Regions from separate parts of the Mus musculus genome. Here region 2 is linked to region 1. A link is a contact called in public Hi-C data. All regions are on one chromosome and are shown on one strand. The core of a region is the stretch at or near the end of the contact, and the rest is flanking DNA. Distances in the headings are between cores, read along the strand shown. Region 1 overlaps Bpgm (2,3-bisphosphoglycerate mutase). Region 2 overlaps Wdr91 (WD repeat domain 91).

What was found. Hi-C and Micro-C count contacts between places; a contact is called where the count stands out from the background.
Region 2: a contact with region 1 is called in a Hi-C map of cortical glia, with 2.5 times the contacts expected there. The contact joins two enhancer-like sites. A contact is called at or near these places in 2 of 15 datasets of contacts at CTCF or cohesin (both in the NIH/3T3 cell line), 28 of 484 Hi-C or Micro-C datasets (the 3T3-L1 cell line, 3T3-L1-derived adipocytes, the AML12 cell line and 22 more), 11 of 115 datasets of contacts at active chromatin or transcription factors (the NIH/3T3 cell line, bone marrow-derived macrophages, cardiomyocytes and 8 more) and 1 of 9 other capture datasets (adipose tissue).

What each region holds. Positions count from the first base shown.
Region 1 is chr6:34,503,576-34,508,422 of GRCm38.p6, forward strand. It overlaps Bpgm (2,3-bisphosphoglycerate mutase), which reads left to right. Exons shown (of 3, transcript NM_007563.5): 3 at 696-1,561. The coding sequence ends at 874. Among named protein-coding and RNA genes, the nearest start is that of Gm52898, 5.8 kb to the right of the region's middle. Within about 2 kb of position 2,511, at least 26 of the 459 cell types and tissues checked have an H3K27ac peak or open chromatin away from gene starts, as enhancers often do. A contact at or near this core is called in cortical glia, where this site is marked.
Region 2 is chr6:34,894,693-34,900,065 of GRCm38.p6, forward strand. Wdr91 (WD repeat domain 91) reads right to left here. Exons shown (of 15, transcript NM_001013366.1): 7 at 1,489-1,647. Among named protein-coding and RNA genes, the nearest start is that of Wdr91, 13 kb to the right of the region's middle. Within about 2 kb of position 1,814, at least 30 of the 459 cell types and tissues checked have an H3K27ac peak or open chromatin away from gene starts, as enhancers often do. A contact at or near this core is called in cortical glia, where this site is marked.

The DNA of each region.
Region 1 (4,847 bases), core at 1,261-3,760:
TAGTGAATACATGAGTTATTTACACATAACATATTACGTGCCTAGAGAAGTACTATCCTGTAGAGTGTTGCCAGGATTTTAGATGTTTAAGTTAAAAGCAGTTGTAAAAATAAAAATTTACAACCACAGCCACTACTGCCATCCCTATTCCTGTAGTCAAAGATGGATTATCTGTAATTATCTTATATTAAAAAGTTTTAAATGTGACCTTCTTTCCCTCCCCACACACACCTTCCTCTGGCGATGTTAAGGGCAGTAGGAGAAAGAGGCCTTGTTTATAGGCATCCTGGAAAGTTTTTTCCTGAGTCCCCTGAGCTGTGCTTCCTCTCAAACCCATTAAGTATTGGAAAATTAACCACATTCTAATCAAGTGAATTAGTTAGATTCAGTGCTTAATGAAAAACCCTCATCTTAAGACTAGCATTCAGAAGACAGTTGTCTGTTTTCTTTTCTTCGGTTTGGATAAGAAACAGCCAGGAACAGGTCGCCTCAGAAGGAACGTTCAATTCCAAGACCTAGCACTCTGTCTAGTCTCCCTCGTCTGTTATGTGTCTGTGTCTGGAACGATAGGTGTGGCCCCTCATGGTTTTGGGCCCACGGTTGATATGGGACAAGTTCAATGTGTAGTCCGACAGTTAAACAGACCATCCTGCCAAGTTTGTCTAACACCTTGTTTCTTCTCTCCTGTGCGACAGGTATCTCAGACGAGGATATTATCAACATCACTCTGCCCACTGGAGTTCCGATTCTGCTGGAGTTGGATGAGAACCTGCGTGCCGTTGGGCCTCACCAGTTCCTGGGCAACCAGGAGGCCATCCAGGCAGCCATTAAGAAAGTGGATGATCAAGGGAAAGTGAAACAAGGCAAACAATAAAGTGTGGCCAGGAACGAGTTTGGGGTGGCATGCAGTGTGTTCCGAGCGGGCTTCTCCCCCTCCTCCGACGGGCCCCCTCTCCCTAAGTCTAGGCTGTGTGGTAGAGTTTGTGTAGGTAACTAGGTAATTTATCGTGGCCCAGACGTGACCTTCGAATGCTGAAGAGCTTTGTCTGAAGCCTGAATGAACTTTTCTGCTCCTCCCGTTTGAATTAACTTTGCAAAGTAGTAGCCAGCGGGGGGATTTGACCAGGGTGGTTTTGTGTTTTGGAGACAGGAGAGTAACAAGTGGAGATGAAATTGTTTATCCTTAACAAGTCATTGCAGAGTCACCACTGACAGGTGCTATTCCAGTGAGCAGGTCACCGTTTTATTCAATAATACTTCTCGAGAAGACTACTAGGTAGCACTTGGGCAGTTTAGATCAGAGGCGCATCGAATGGCAGAGTCACAGGCGGGTCCGAGGGAAGGCATCTGAGCGCCACAGTAGCACAAGGCCCTTTGATGTCTAGCCCAGTGCCATCCTGTCTGCCGTCAGTAGAAACCAACTTCAGCCAGTTAGAAGGACCAGGGTATGCACAGTGGTAGCAGTTTATATCCTTCTGTTTCATTTTTAACTTTTGAACTTTAATCTTTGGGGACTTCACAGTTTAAAATAAAGCTTTGTGACTGCATACAACACGCGCAAGGTGCCTCGAGTGTGTGATGAATTTCAGACGGGCCTCTGAGCTTGTCCTGGCCGCCGTCTCCTGTAGCACTCCTAAGGTTACATTAGTTGAGCACAACCCACCCCTGAAGTGAAGGCTGGCTGGGGGAAGTTGACCGTGGTGCGTGTGATTTTATTCACCTGAGCAGGCTGACAGCCTGTGAGAGCGTCTGCTGTATATCTGCTGTTCCTCGGCTAGGTACAAAAGATTACAGTCCACATCCTAGTTTAGGTGGGCTGTGAGCAGAAGTGAAGTGTGTTCAGGTGCTGTGTGACAGCTGCCGTTTCTTTAGGCTGTTGCCTCCCTGAAAGCAAGTCCTCGATATTCCAGTGACAGTCATGCACACATTTTGCAGACATAGTACTTACGATAGATGTTACCATCTTTTCATGCTTTTTTCCAGGAGTGGGTTAATTTACTTGTATCCATTTTATAATAAAACGGGCCTTTGGTGGAAACCAGTTCTAAATCATTGCTGCGGCTTGGTATCCAGCTTGGTTTTTTTTTTTAAATCTGGTTTTTTGAGACAGGGTTTCTCTGTATAGCCCTGGCTGTCCTGGAACTCACTTTGTAGACCAGGCTGGCCTTGAACTCTGAAATCCACCTGCCTCTGCCTCTTGAGTGCTGGGATTAAAGGCATGCGCCACCATGCCTGGCTGGTTTTGGTTTTTGATTCAGCATCTTTAGGGACTGGCAGAAAAGATGGCTACAGAGATAAACAAAGAAAGAAAGCATTTGGAATCTTAGAGACGTCTCTAGGCGATTTTGCCAGTGCTTTCTGATATTTACTGGGTTTTGCGATTTGACCGAAATATTTGTGAGCAGAAGGAATATTTATGGAGGGAAACTTACATAAACCAACTGTTAACAGCTGCAGCGCTCCAGCCTCCCGACCAGCCAGTGAAGCAGTTCTCTTTGCCTTGGTAACACGGATCTGGGATTTCTGGAAGTGGGTCTGACCTGCATCCTAATCTCGGCCTCTCTCTGAAACTGGGACAGACATGAGCAGTTTTTTTCTTCTAAAGCAAAGGACGACAGCCTCGCTATAAATGTCCCTGGAGTAAGTCACTGTGGGTTCCCTGGGGCCAGCTTGACAGGTCTCCTCTGCTCTGTTCAGTGTGCTAAGACGAGGCAGAAGCCAAGCCAGCAGCACCTTCGCTGTGTCAGCTGAGTGGAGCATCCCACGACACTACAGACGTGTCTTTTCAAAAGAGTTCCGTTCCATCCAGAAATTGAATGTTTTAGCACTGAGAGTAATGTTGCCATTGAGATGACGACGCCCCCTCCGATAGGATGCTTTCTGGTGTGCAAGAAAACCATCGTGATCTATTCCCAAGGCGATTCTTGCCTCCAATCAGCCAGCTGTTTCTCATCTTAGGCCCTTGCCCTCTCTTGTTGAAGTGCAGGGTCTTCCTTCCTGTCGGCCATTTGTTTATTCTAGCAGAGGTTTCAGATCAAGCAGCCACCTTCCCCATGGGCACTTGGTACTGTATATACTGAAAATAGGTCTGTATTTTCTCAGTCCCTTCCTGACGTTGACGAAATGAACTCAAGGAAAGCAGCCTTCCAAAGACAGAAGACTTCTCATCCACGCTGTCAGTTTTAGCCATTTTTAGTCTGTGGCGACACATAATCTTCATAAAGTTCAGCTCCCCATAGGAAAAAGGGTTCCCTTCTCTCAGAACCACCCCGCCATTTCCTCAACACGGCAGGTCCTGGTCATATTTTCTGATTTTATCTTTTGTGTGATTGGCTTGATACAAATTTTGGGCTCCTTTAGTGCATTTGTTGCAATAAACTGCCTTGTCTCCCAGGAGATCTAGTTGTGGCCACTGAATCCAAGGCAAATATGGAACATAAAAAAATAAGACGAGTTTAATGATCCAATTTTTAATGGCAAGTTATTTGACAGAATTAAAGGTTGAACTGAAGTGATTCTATAACTGATAGTTGTATTTATCCAGGAGTGTTGTGGTTGAATGAAACTTAACCCCCAATTTCCCGTGTTGATGCTTTTTGGAGGTGGGGCCATTAGGTAATTAGGATTAAATGAAGTCATGGGGGTGGGGCCTGATGGTGGCATTAATGCTTTATCTTAAGAGAGGCCTGAAGTGTTGTTGTGGCTCCAGTTTGGCATGTCTGCTCTGCTGTCACCATCTAGGTCCACACCAGCTCCTAGCTTTTGGCCCATCTAGCCTCCAGGACCATGAACTAAATTAGCCTCTCTTTGTAGGCAGTAAACATAGTAACAGAAATAAAGAAGGCAAGGTGGGGTAGCTCTTTAGTCTTTAAGATCTTAGAACGGTTAAGTTGAACCCAACGTGTTATGTTACTTGGACAAGTTTCTGTGTGTCTGTGTGTCCGTCTTCAGGAAGGACCTCTCGATGGTTTGGAGCTTAAGAAGCATTCGAGGTTGGCTGCCCAGTCCCTCACCTCCCCAGGACTGGGATAACAAATGTGTGCCTCCATACCCAGCTGCTGCTGCTCCTCCTCCTCCACTTTCTTCTTCTCCTCCCTCCTCCCTCCTCCTTCCTTCCTTCCTTCATGGGTTCTGTGGTCGGACTCATCGCTTGTGCTATCTCCCAAGTTCCTACCTTGACAAAGTTTTAAAAGCAGACGAGAGAGCAGCAGCACTGCTGTGTACACACAGTAAAACCACAACCTAATCTCTTATCTGAGTTAGGGCTAACTGTTTATTGTAAATTGCCAGTACACTGAAAATCTTTTTATAACAAAGAACTTTAGTGTAGCATAAAGGGTTCTCCCATGGTGGTCACATTGCTACCATGACCACTTACAGCCACCGCCATGCTCCTCATTTCTTGCCTCCATCCCCACTGACCATGTTCAATCCAAACAAGACAAAGAGCTTGGCCTTCTCAGGTAAAGTGAAAGTTGCTGGTGTCCGTTCCTTCCTGGTTGCTCCATAGAACCCAAAAGCAGCTCTGCCAAGGTATTGTAACTCAGGCTTGGACCTGTGGATGGTCTGTATTATTTCTGACTGCTGTCGAGAGGCCTTTTGGCCTGTTAGGTGTGGTTTCTAGAGGACCACATGAGTCCCTTCAACATGAAATGTGTTCAGAGATAATGTTGCAGCGACGCCTCTTAGCTTGCTGTGTGTGATTTGTGTGGAACATTGTGATTACCTCCCAGATGGCATTGTAGAGATTACCATCCCTGCAATGACTTTTTAGTACTGAAGGTGAATAAATTTACCAATATTATAAATCTCATGACATCATGGAAGAAGAGAGACATGAGACAGAA
Region 2 (5,373 bases), core at 564-3,063, 390 kb after region 1:
ACCCAAAGTTACAAAGCTGTTCCACAATCCTCCCCAAAACAACATGATCAGGTCTGTCACTGTGATACCCGACTATCCTAGTACAAGTGTCTTAGGGTTACTATTGCTGTGATGAAACACCACGAACTCAAACAAGGCAGGAACCTGGAGGCAGGAGCTGATGCAGAGGCCACAGAGGGGCACTGCTTACTGGCTTACTCCTCATGGCTTGCTCAACCTGCATTCTTATAGAACCCAGGACCACCAGCCCAGGGATGACCACACCCACACTGGGCTGGGCCCTCCCCATCAATCACTAACTTAAAATAAGTCCTACAGGCTTGCCTATAAGCCCAATACTATGGATGCATTTTCTTAATTAAGGCTCCCTCCTTCTGATGGCTATAGCTTATGCAGTTGACATAAATCTACCCAGCACAGGTAGGGAACAGCGTTTAATGGGAGCTGACTGTGCTGAGTGGCTATAGCTTACCTTTAACTCACTTCCAGATGATGTCTCTACCACCCCACTTACATGTGTGGGAACTAGACTGAGGCAGATGCTAAACACCTTCCCTAAGAGTGCCGGCTGGCAAAGGTGAAAACACAGAAAGGTGTGAAGACAGAGCTGTCAAGTGAAGCCTGGCCGTGACAGTGCACCCATGCCAACCAGGATATGTTCCTGATGCGTGGACCAAGGAAACTGAGGCTAGTGTGAAGGCAGGAAGAGAGGCCTCAGGGCTCTCAGGGGCAGTCCAGCATCTGCCTTCCTGTGGCAACCAGTGTCCTTCACTACGCTCCCTCACTGCTCATCCAGACCCACCCAAGACCTATAGTGCATGGGCCACCTGATAGCCTTCCAGTTATACCTCAGGACAGCAACACCAAGGGGGCGACGGGGCTGTGACAAGACTCTAGAAGCAGCTGGAATCTTTCAAAAGACCACAGTGTGTGCTCGCCACCACTAAGCTACTAGCATAAGGGCACAGTTGTGGACAAGAGGACACACCCAGGAGAGTGTGTCCCAGGGAGTGAGCCAGTAAGTCCCTCGGGCTTTTGGTAGGAACAGCTGACACCATCAGGAAAAGCGGATGCCATCTGCCGTCCCCACAGCAAGTCCCTCTGTCTCCAGGGCTCCCAACAGGGAAGGTATGGCTACATCATCTTAGTGAGCAAGCACATGGCTGTCAGCACAGCAGCCACACAGCAGGGCCACCATGGGAAGCACAGGAAAGGGATGCTGGGTCAGACCTAGATCAAGTCACGGGCCCCATGCCGTGATGCCGCATACAGCTCACCCATGGGAAAGTCTGGTATGTGGGGGTCCTCAGAACTCATCTTACAGAGATCCTTCTGGTCCCACTTGAGAAAATACTATCAGAAGAGCAGGCCAAACAGAACACCAAAACCACAGTGTGATACCAACCAACCAGGCCAGAGCAGGCCCTGCCTAAGAGCAGAACTCAGAGGGACCCCCAACGGATCCCTCGCTGCCCAGGCACCCTATACCTGGGAGGAGGACGTAGAGAGCAGCTCCCTCCTCTCCTTGCCGTGGTCCTGCAGACGCCGTTGTCGCTGATGTGTCCAGCTGGCTTCCCCGGGGACCGGCCCGCTCAGAAGGCTCTTCCCATCCTTGGCCCCGGGCACTGAGTCCTTTCCCTTGGTAGCCTAGAGGGTGAGAAGCAGGCTGTGGGAAGTCTCATTCAGGCTGTCCAGACAGTGTCTGCAGCGGGAAGGATGGCACCCCTCCCCCGACTAGCTCCTAGGAAAGGCCCTCCTCGGCTGGCCTGGGCAGGAGGTTCAAACCGGCCAGGCAGGCCTCCAGACTGAGCTCCTCTGTGCTAGGTCATTTGCTGCCCTTAGCCTGCACTCTCGCCCGGACAGAGGCAGAGATAATCTCTATGAGCCAACAGAAATGATCAATTTTTGTTATAGGAGCCCAGTACTTTATAACAGGTCAAGTTTCACAATGGGTAATATCAGAATTTATATGTAACAACATTTGGACAATATTAAGTACACACACACACAATTTTCTCTGTAGTAAAAAAGAAACACAATACAGACTGTTGTTTTGCGTCAACTACATGACTAAGCTGGCTATTGTGAACAAATAAAAAAATGGGCTATGGGGGAGGGGTGTCAGAGGCAGAGCAGGCAAGAAAGCTTGAGTTCGATCTCAAAAACAGCAAAATAAAACAAAAAGTTGGGAGCCATGCCTGGTGGCACAGGCCTTTAATCCCAGCAGTCTGGAAATAGAGGAAGGAGGCCAACAGAGAGAGTTCCAGGACAGCCAGGGCTGTTACACAGAGAAACCCTGCTGCAACAGTCAAAGAAAAAAAAAAAACAGTCCAGGACCACTAAGTCATTTGGTTTGCAACTGACTAAACTAAAAGACATTTTCAACCGAACTCACGCTAGACACTCGAGGATCTCTGTGTAAGGTAAATTAGAAAGGAAAGACACTGAAAATGTTCTCACTTTTTCACACCAAGAGTGAAAAGGTCCAAATCTATAACAAAGGGATGGATCTAGTAACCTCCACCTACCCCAAGACAGCTCTTCCCTTCCTGTGAGCAACAGGAGGTGACGACAGCTGTGGGCCACTGTCTGCAAAGTGCTGAGGCAGGATGGTGTCCTGGAGGGCCAACCCTCAAGACACAATCTACCATTCTCCTGTCTACTGACCTGGATGGCAAAGAGTAACTCCCAAAAGTTATCCCCTGACCTCCACACCTGTGCTCCGGTACATGCACATACATGTCTATCTGGTGTCTGTCTGTCCTGTCTGTCATCTCTCCCTCCCTCCCTCTCACACTGACACACACACTTCAATTTTTTTAAAATCTGGTCTGAGACTCCATTTTATACACATCATGCTGGCCACAGTTCTGGGGCTGGCACCAGATGCTGCAGCTGCTGGTGAGGCTGTGGAAAACCAGGAACACTCATCAGTTCCTGATGGCAATACAGAATGATAAAACCCAAAGGGAGATGGTAGGGAAGAGAGAGCCTTGTTTGCATTATCCTTTCAGGTAAGAACAAAAAGGCTAAACCAGAAGCGAAGGAGAAGCCACAATGCGATGGAAGCAGATCCCTTCAAACAGACCCCAAAATGCTGGCTGGCATTCTCTATGTGGACAGAGAGCTAGAGGGAAGGAGATGCCGGGAGGACCAGGACCGTGTGCTCACTAGATGCTGACACCCGCCCGGCAGGAGACTTAGCCCTTTGAGAGTTCTTTCCACCCTCTCTCATAGGACAATCCTCTTACCAGCAACCTACACCCTGCCCAGGCCCTAGGAGTGCCTGGCTGCTGGCTAGGTGAGGCCACCAGAGCCGTGAGGGTCTGCAGGGACACTGACCTCTCTCATTCTACTACAGACTGGGGATTCCTTACCCACCAAGCTGAAGACCAGAAGTGTTTGGGTTTCATTTCTCCAGGTCTTAGGATATCTGCATATGTATTATAAAATATCTTGGGGGAGGTGACACACATCTAAACATAAAATGCATCTATGCTTCATATACCTTCTATACCTGCAGCCTGAAGGTAATTTTATACAATAGTTTTAAAGAGCCAGGGGGGTGCTTGCCTATCATGTGCATGGCCCTGGATTCGGAGTCTAGTACCAGAAAACAAATGAAACAAACAAACTCACTCTGGCTGTGTTGGCTTTCCTGCTCCTGGGCTGCAGGTGCCTGGCCTGTATAAGCAGAGCCTCTGAGGAATTCTTTTGCTGCCAATTCCATTTAACAGAGAGTAAAGAAGTGGGAAGCAGACTACCACACTGGGCAGCTGGCTGGTTATGCTCATCTAGCTGACAAAAAGTCTTGAGGGGAAAGTGACTCCAGGAGGATGTGAGAGAGAGGGGGGTGTCCTAGCGCAGTGAGGTCCAGGCTGTGGCTCTGGGAACATATCCAGAGAAAAGGAGGGATTTTCAAGGGTAAGCGTGCAGATGTGTGAGACAGCAGATCCGAGGCACGCCATGCTGGCCACTAGATGCCGAAGAAGAGAGCAAACAGCTATAGGAATGAGAGGTGCAGTCAAGTCATAAAGAGAAATGCAAACCTAGAAAGTACTAGAAAGGGGAGTGCAGGGCTGGTGAGATGGCTCAGTGGGTAAGAGCACCCGACTGCTCTTCCGAAGGTCAGGAGTTCAAATCCCAGCAACCACATGGTGGCTCACAACCATCCGTAACGAGATCTGACTCCCTCTTCTGGAGTGTCTGAGGACAGCTACAGTGTACTTACATATAATAAATAAATAAATAAACAAATCTTTAAAAAAAAAAAAAAAAAAAAAAAAGAAAGGGGAGTGCAGAGGTGGCTCAGTGCACAAGCAGGAGGACTGAGAGAAGCCTACAATCCCCATTTCGTAAATCAAGTCTGGTGTGGAAGTATGTGCTTACAATCCCGGGGCTGGATCAACAGAGACATGCTTATAAACCTTACGCTAGTCCACAGAGAACAAGAATGGTAAAGCATACCACTTAGACATGGCCCAGTTTAATTCCAAGGGTTAGAGATGAGCCCATGGCTGTGGATGGGTCCTGGGAAGACACATGCAATAGGAGAGAGTGTCTGCTTCTAAGATAGGGCTTGGGGGGATGGTATGGGAGCACTGCTGAGGACAAGGTCTGCTGTGGTCACATGCTTCCTCAGATAATGACCTGAAAGCACAGGGAAAGCTGCCAAAAGGCAGGCAGGCACCAAGCAGCCACATAGATCTCTGTATTGCCTGTCCCGGGCCATGTCTGTGTTGCACAGGAATATCCCACCTCAGGACAAGAAGTGGGAAGTGCTTCAGCACTTTGTAGCTCTCCTGTCTGCAAATTTACCTCCTACGCCCAGTAAGCAGTGCCCTTTTCTCTTCCAGTGTGTGTGGTGTGGAGGGTGCTCAGTTCGGATGGCCACTGTGATGGTTTGTATATGTTTGGCCCAAGAAGTGGCACTGTTGGGGGGTGTGGTCTTGTTGGAGTAGGTGTGGTCTTGTGGGTATGGGCTTTAATACCCTTGTTCCAACTCCCTGGAAGTCAGTCTTCCGCTAGCAGCCTTCAGATGAAGATGTAGAACTCTCAGCTCCTCCAGCACCATGCCTGCCTGGATGCTGCCATGTTCTTGCCTTGGTTATCATGAACTAAACCTCTGAACCTGCAAGCCAGCCTCAATTAAATGGTGTCCTTTTTAAGAGTTGCCTTGGTGTCTGTTCACAGCAGTAAGCCCTAACTAAGACAGCCACTAACACATAGCATAGAGGCTGAAGATTCTCAGAAGTCCCCTCTAGTACCTCCCCAGTCAATGCAGAGTCCCCAGCAGAAAGACCCAGAGAGATGGCGGCTGGAGGATAAAAGCACTTGTCACTCATGCAAGACTGAGGACGTGTGTTAAGTCCC